Regions from separate parts of the Macaca mulatta genome. Here region 1 is linked to region 2. The links are chromatin contacts, called in public Hi-C maps. All regions are on one chromosome and are shown on one strand. The core of a region is the stretch at or near the end of the contact, and the rest is flanking DNA. Distances in the headings are between cores, read along the strand shown. Region 1 overlaps RFX2 (regulatory factor X2). Region 2 overlaps RFX2 (regulatory factor X2).

What was found. A called contact is a pair of places that touch in the nucleus more often than the background predicts.
Region 1: a Hi-C map of CD4 T cells shows a contact between it and region 2, with 3 times the contacts expected there. The contact joins two enhancer-like sites. A contact is called at or near these places in 8 of 14 Hi-C or Micro-C datasets (CD4 T cells, blood, cortical neurons and 4 more).

Annotation. Positions count from the first base shown.
Region 1 is chr19:7,008,271-7,011,837 of T2T-MMU8v2.0, forward strand. The region is part of intron 3 of RFX2 (regulatory factor X2); the gene reads right to left. Among named protein-coding and RNA genes, the nearest start is that of ACSBG2, 17 kb to the right of the region's middle. Within about 2 kb of position 2,216, at least 3 of the 40 cell types and tissues checked have an H3K27ac peak or open chromatin away from gene starts, as enhancers often do. A contact at or near this core is called in CD4 T cells, where this site is marked.
Region 2 is chr19:6,945,745-6,949,294 of T2T-MMU8v2.0, forward strand. The region is part of intron 3 of RFX2 (regulatory factor X2); the gene reads right to left. Among named protein-coding and RNA genes, the nearest start is that of ACSBG2, 79 kb to the right of the region's middle. Within about 2 kb of position 1,622, at least 30 of the 40 cell types and tissues checked have an H3K27ac peak or open chromatin away from gene starts, as enhancers often do. A contact at or near this core is called in CD4 T cells, where this site is marked.

The sequences.
Region 1 (3,567 bases), core at 966-3,465, 63 kb after region 2:
AATGATGGAGCAATGCTATGAGTGATTGTATGCCAACAAATTAGATAAATTAAATGAAACCCAGTAACCAAAAAATAATCTAAATGAAATGGACAAATTCATAGAAAGTCAAAACTACCAAAATGGACTCAATAAAAAATAGCAAATCTGAATAGACTTATAACAAGTAAAGAAATTGAGTAGTAATCCAAAAGAAACTTTCCACAAAAAGCCCAGGACCATGTGACTATACTAGTTAATTCTTCCAAATATTTAAAGAAGGATTAACACCAATCCCTCACAAACTAAATGGTCCCCAGCTTACGATGGTTCGACTTTCAACATTTTTAACTTACAATGGGTTTATCAGGCTACAACCCCATCATAAGTTGAGGAGCATCTGTTGTCTTAAAATGGGAAAGGAGGGAACACTTAGTTCTACTATTTTATGAAGCTAGTATTATCTGGATAACGAAACCACACAAAGACATTATAATAAAAAAATAAAACTACACACCAATCTCTCCTATGATTATAAATGTAAAAACCCTCAATCCCAAATCCAGAAATGTATAAAAAGAATTATACACTATGATTAAGTCAAATGTATCCCAAGAGTGTAAAAGTGGTTGGGTCAACATTTTAAAAGTCATATTAGTAGAATAAAGGACAAAAACCATATAATCATCTCAATAGATGCAGAAAAAGCATTTGACAAAAATCCAACACTCATGATAAAAGCACAAGAAACTAGAGATAGAACTTTTTCAACCTGATAGAGGGTATCTATGAAAATCCCACAGTTAATATTAGAGTACTTATTGGCAAAAAAAAAAAAAAGAAAGAAAAAAGAAAAAACAACCAAAAAATACTGAATACTTTCCCCCTTAGGTCAGAAACAATACAAGGATGTCCACTCTACCACTTCTATTCAGCATTGTACTGATGGAGCTAGCCAGGGCAACTATGCAAGAAAAAGAAATAAAAGGCTACTGGATTGGAAAGGAAGAAGTGAAACTACTTCTATTTGTAGATGATATGATCTTGTATACAGAAAATCCTAAGGATCCTACCAAATCGCTATTATAATTGAGAAACAATTTCAGCAAGGTTGTAGAGTACAATAACAATATACGAAAGATAATTGGAACCTGGTGCCTGGCACTGCAGGCCGGGGTCAAGTGGGCTGGGTTGGGCTCCTCTGGGCCGAGGTGCACATGTTGTGCTGGTAACTGGGGAAGTGAGGAGGGCTGACCTCTTGTGGAGCTGCCTGCTGTTTTATAAAAAAGAAAAAGAAAAAAAGTCGGGCGCAGTGGCTCATACCTGTAATCCCAGCACCCTGGGAGGCCGAGGTGGGCAGATCATGAGGTCAGGAGATCGAGACCATCCTGGCTAACACGGTGAAACCCCGTCTCTACTAAAAATACAAAAAGTTAGCCGGGCGTGGTGGCGGGCGCCTGTAATCCCAGCTACTTGGGAGGCTGAGCCAGAGAATTGCTTGAACCCAGGAGGCGGAGGTTGCAGTGAGCCAAGATGGTGCCACTGCACTCCAGGTTGGGTGACAGAGTGAGACTCCATCTCAAAAAAAAAAAAAAAGAAAAAAAAAAAAAGTAAGTGAGTGAGGCTGGATGCAGTGGCTCACACCTATAATCCCAACACTTTGGGAGGCCGAGGTGGGCAGATCACTTGAGGTCAGGAGTTCTAGACCAGCCTGACCAGTCTCTACTAAAAATACAAAAATAAGCTGGGCATGGTGGTGCACGCCTGTCATCCCAGCTACTTGGGAAGCTGAGGCAGGAGAATGGCTTGAAGCCAGGAGGTGGAGGTTGCAGTGAGCTGAGATTGCACTCCAGCTTGGGCAACAGAGCAAGACTCCATTCCACATTCAAGGGAAGGATTAGATAAGGGTGTGAACATGAGACAATGGGGACCCTGGGGGTCTCATGTAGGGGCAGCCCACCACACTGGGCTACAGAAAGGTTCAGTCACTTGTCCACACTTACAGAGCTAGCTAGCAAATTGCAAACTGGGATTCGAGCTCAAGCAGCGTGTCTCTAAAATCCAAGTGCTTCACCTCCACCCTGTACCACGCCTCCTCTGCACCCTTCTGCAGCATGCTTGTATATGCAGATAATATTTCTGGAAAGATAAAAAAAAATACACTAAGGATATACATAACAGTGGAAGGGAGGCTTAACTTTCATCGAAGAGCCTTTCATGTGGTTGAGTCTGTCTGCATGTTTTTATGTGCGTTTACCAAGCACAAATACTATTTTTCAATGTTTTTTTTTTGCCACAGAACTCAAATGGCACGATAAAATAAAGATATTTTTCTGCTAAAATACAAAATAAAATCAAACAAAAATTATTTATTCATTTATTTTAAAGATGAGGTCTGGCTCTGTCACCCAGGCTGGAGTACAGTGGTATGGTCACAGCTCACTGCAGCCTCAAACTCCTGAGTTCAAAGGACCCTCCCACCTCAGCCTCCAGAGTAGCTGGAACTACAGACCACCACCAAGCCCAGCTAATTTTTTTTTTTTTTTTTTTTTTTTTTTGAGACGGAGTCTCGCTCTGTCGCCCAGGCTGGAGTGCAGTGGCCGGATCTCAGCTCACTGCAAGCTGCGCCCTCTGGGTTTACGCCATTCTCCTGCCTCAGCCTCCCGAGTAGCTGGGACTACAGGCACCCGCCACCTCACCCGGCTAGTTTTTTGTATTTTTTTAGTAGAGATGGGGTTTCACCGTGTTAGCCAGGATGGTCTCGAATCCCTGACCTCGTGATCCGCCTGTCTCAGCCTCCCAAAGTGCTGGGATTACAGGCTTGAGCCACCGCGCCCGGCCAATTTTTTTTTTTTTTTTGAGACGGAGTCTCGCTGTGTCTCCCAGGCTGGAGTGCAGTGGCGTGATCTCGGCTCACTGCAAGCTCTGCCTCCCGGGTTCACGCCATTCTCCCGCCTCAGCCTCCCAAGTAGCTGAGACTACAGGCGCCCGCCACCACGCCCGGCTAGTTTTTTGTATTTTTAGTAGAGACGGGGTTTCACCATGTTAGCCAGGATAGTCTCGATCTCCTGACCTCGTGATCCACCCGCCTCGGCCTCCCAAAGTGCTGGGATTACAGGCTTGAGCCACCGCGCCCGGCCAATTTTTTTTTTTTTTAAGAGACGAGGTCTCACCATCCTGCCCAGGCTGGTCTCGAACTCCTGGGCTCAAGTTATCCTCTGGCCTCAGCCTCCCAAAGTTCTGAGATTACAATCATAAGCCATCCTTCCCTGCCTCAAACAAAAACGTTTAGCCAGCACATTTACAAGGGAAGAATTAGTAAAACCACAGGGCCAGTGAAAACGAGTTCGGGTATGAGAATGGTACAAAAACTGCCTCTTTCCTGGGAGATGTCCAGGTCTCCTTGAAACAATTTACCCTTGGTGATTGTTAAAACTATTTTTTTTCCTCCCAGACGAGCTTCTCCCTAATTGATTGTTTTTATTTAACTGATGACTGTTAATTAACCAGCACTATTAGAACTTTACAGGCCATTGACGCACCGATGCGTGGTTTTAAGAGCCTCTTACTTGGTACAAACCTGAGTTT
Region 2 (3,550 bases), core at 372-2,871:
ATCAGGAGAGTGGATGAGAAATTGTAGACTATGATGATTTAAAGATTCATACTGAAAACCCTAAAACAACCACTAAAAATGGAAAAGAAGGGCATAGCTAAAAAGCTAATAGAGGAATACTACTGGAATACTCATGAATAGAAAGGAATTAATTACTAAAATTCACAATGCATGAGTGAATCTCAAAATCATTACACTGAGTGAAAGAAGCTGAGTCCAAAAGAGTAGATGAGTAGAGTGGATTAAAACTAAAGTTAAAAAAAAATCATAACAGCGGGCAGGGGGCGGTGGCGGGTGAGAGTGACTGGAAAGGGACAGGAGGGGACATTCCAGTGAGATGGACACATTCTGTATGATAATACAGTGTGGGGTTACATGGAGTTGCGATTTGTTAAAATTAGCCAGCTAAGGTTTGTGCACTTACTATATGTGAATTTTAACGACGACAACAAAGCCTGTAAAAATATAAGGGTGGAGAGGAGGATGGAGAGTGGGTAGGGGTATCCAGGCGCTATAAGAATGGCAGGACACTGATACCCTGTAGAGGGTGGTGGCTTCATTAAGTTTTATTGCACTGTGTATTTACTTTGTGGATGTTTGAAACGTCTGTGATAAAGAGTTAAACAAACACACACAAGACACCAGCGATGAGCTGTCCGCCCAGCAGAAGGAGCGGCTCGTGGTCCTGGCCGTGCTTCCAGGTGACAGCAGTAACTCACATGGTCCTCCCAGAAGGGGTGATGCTGGATCCTGAGTAACTCCTCCACCTGGCAGAGGAGGGGGCAGCGGAGAGGGGGAGAGGGCAGGGCCCCGAGGGTGTGGGTACTATTCAATGTAAAGTCCACAGGGCACAGGGAAGCACACTGTGGAGTACCTTTGCAGTACCCAGCTTGGGAACCCCTCAATCCAGCACAGGACAGATGTGAGTGAGTGGAGGCCATGCTTCTTCTCTGAACCTGAATCTGCCGTGGGAACTTGGACTCATTGGTGACTGCCCCACCGTCCTTGCTTTCTCACGTTCCTTTGTCCTCTCTTCTGTTTTTCTTCCTGTGGCGAGGACCTGGGCAGTCTTTCTTTGACTGCCTTCCCCTGTGTCCTCTTAGACCGGGTTACAGGAGCCTTGGAACAGCCAATATAAAGGGGAGGGGCCGAGACATGACCTGTCATCCAGCCTGGCCCTGCTTGGCCGATGGGTTTGGCTGGCCTAAAGCTCCCTCGTGGCTCAGAAACATGCCCGGAGTGCTGTTTATAAGCTAAGCACGTTTCATTTACCATCTGGTCCAAGATCAGGACGGGCATGAAATAAAGGGGAAAAGCACAGAACCAGCCGCGCAATTTCCCCTCCTTGGCCGGCACCAGCCTTTGGAATCCACAAAACGCGCATCTGACCTTGAACGAACATTCAAGTGAACCAGATGCGCACTTGACCTTTTGGAGCCTCTGCTGAGTCAAATGCGCCAGTGGGAACATCTCCCGTGGCTTCCTGACTTCATGTGAGGGGCACAGGAGAGACGCAGCTAGAAGCAGCCTTGGACTGCAGCCGTGATGAATGAGTCTGCCTGGGCACAAAGGGAAGAGGCTTCTGTTTACAGAAAAATACTCCCATCACCTAGTAACCAGCAATGTCAGGAAAGGAAATGCAGAAAGCGCTGAGAGCAATTTCTGGGCCGGTTCCTGGCTGAGCCGCTGACTCACTGCGACCTTAAGCAATCTCTCTTCTATTCCTGTTCCTCCGTATGCCAAATGGAGCTGTCACCTGCCTCACATAGTTCAGATCAGTATTTAGACAATGTTTTGTCATCTTCGGTGATAATTGGGGCAGAGTTAGCTGAGTGGTTTTAGTTACCTTCGTTCTGATTGGCTAATGAGCCTTGGCGTTTGGGAGGCACAAGGCCTCCGCCAGCCATCAGCTCCTCCTCTCCTGGTACTCGCTGGCGTCCAGATGGTACCAGAGTTCATCTGCCCGAAGAAAGCAATTAATTTCCTCCCTCCGAACAAGAAGGAACAAGTCCAGAGCGCTCTCAGGAATACCGGTCGCTTCAAAGCCCAGATTCTGTCCTGGTGCTTGTCTTAACACTTGCAGTGTCATTACGCTGCCCAGAAAAATCTCGTCTATTTCCTTCTCCTGGAGGGCCAGGTCTACGCAGCAAGTGATGTGTGTTTTAAGATTCTGTCCCCACCATTCAGGTTTGTGTGGCCTGGCCCCACGCACAGGGAAGACACAGCCATCTCCTTGCTGAAAAGTGGATTCTTGAACCTCCTTGATGGTGGAACCACGTCCTTTCTTGCACCAGGATCACTCCCTGTGGACCCAGTTAGTTCTCAGCGCCAAGAGTTATTACTCTGCCCTGATTATCACCAAAGATGACAGTGGGTGTCCCCACTTGGCACTGCGAACATTGGGGATGGATCCATCTCTGGGCTGGGGCTGTCCCGAGCACTGCAGGGCGCTGAGCAGCATCCCTGGTCTCCACCCACTCCATGCCAAGAGCACCCCCAGTTGTGACAACCACAGATGTCCCCAGACATTCCCCAGTGTCCCCTGGGGAGGCAGAAGGACCTCTGTTCAAAATGGATGTGTGATATCTGAGAAGGCATCTGGACAAACAGCCCCTGACTAAAACAGGCCTACAGACAGGTTGAGAACGGGAAGATGAAAAAGGAGAGTAGGCAGGACACAAAATCATGACAATTCAGCCAGGCCAGGAGTCTGAAATAAAAGAACAGGACCCTCTGAAGGCTACCCATGCGTTCCAGAGCAGCAGACTTCAAAGCACACTGAGGGCAACTATCGTTCCCTCTACGCCTAAGCCATTCCTCACTTTCGGTTTTTTTTTTTTTTTCTCTTGTAGCAATGAGCTTTCAAGGACTGGAGCTGGCTCCGAGCTTCTCGGAAATCAAGTATCTTCAGAATTCAAATTCCTTTTTCTTTTCGTAAGAATTGGGCTTCTGTTCCTGTTTTCTTCTCAGGAGCCAAACTCACCCTCCTTTCTCTAGAAAAGGATCAGAACCAAGCCCTTGACAACTGGCCTGAGAAAGGGCTGTTTGCAGAGTGGAATGGGGATGGGGAAGTGTGGACACCCAGTCGGTCCCTAAGTCACAGGTTCTAATCTTCAGAGGGTTGGAGCAGGCTGCACTGACAGGGCCTCCCCTAAGCCAGGGACCCCCGTCATAACAGAGGAAACACCCATTCCTTCCCTTTTAGAAACCTGACTTTTTTTTTTTCAGGCACAGTCTTCTCTGTCACCCAGGCTAGAGTGTGGTGATGTGATCACAGTTCCCTACAGCCTCGACCTCCCTGGCTCAAGTGACCCTCCCACCTTAGCCAACCAAGTAGCTGGAACTATAGGTGAGCACCAGCAAGCCCGGCTAACTTTTAATTTTTGGTAGAGACAGGGGTCTCGCTATGTTGCCCAGAATGACCTCGAACTCCTGGACTGAAGCAATCCTCCCACCTCGGCCTCCCAAAGTGCTGGGATTATAGGTGTGAGCCATTATGCCTGGCCTTGATTTGATTATTAATATAAAAATTGTCCAAACTAAGGTATGG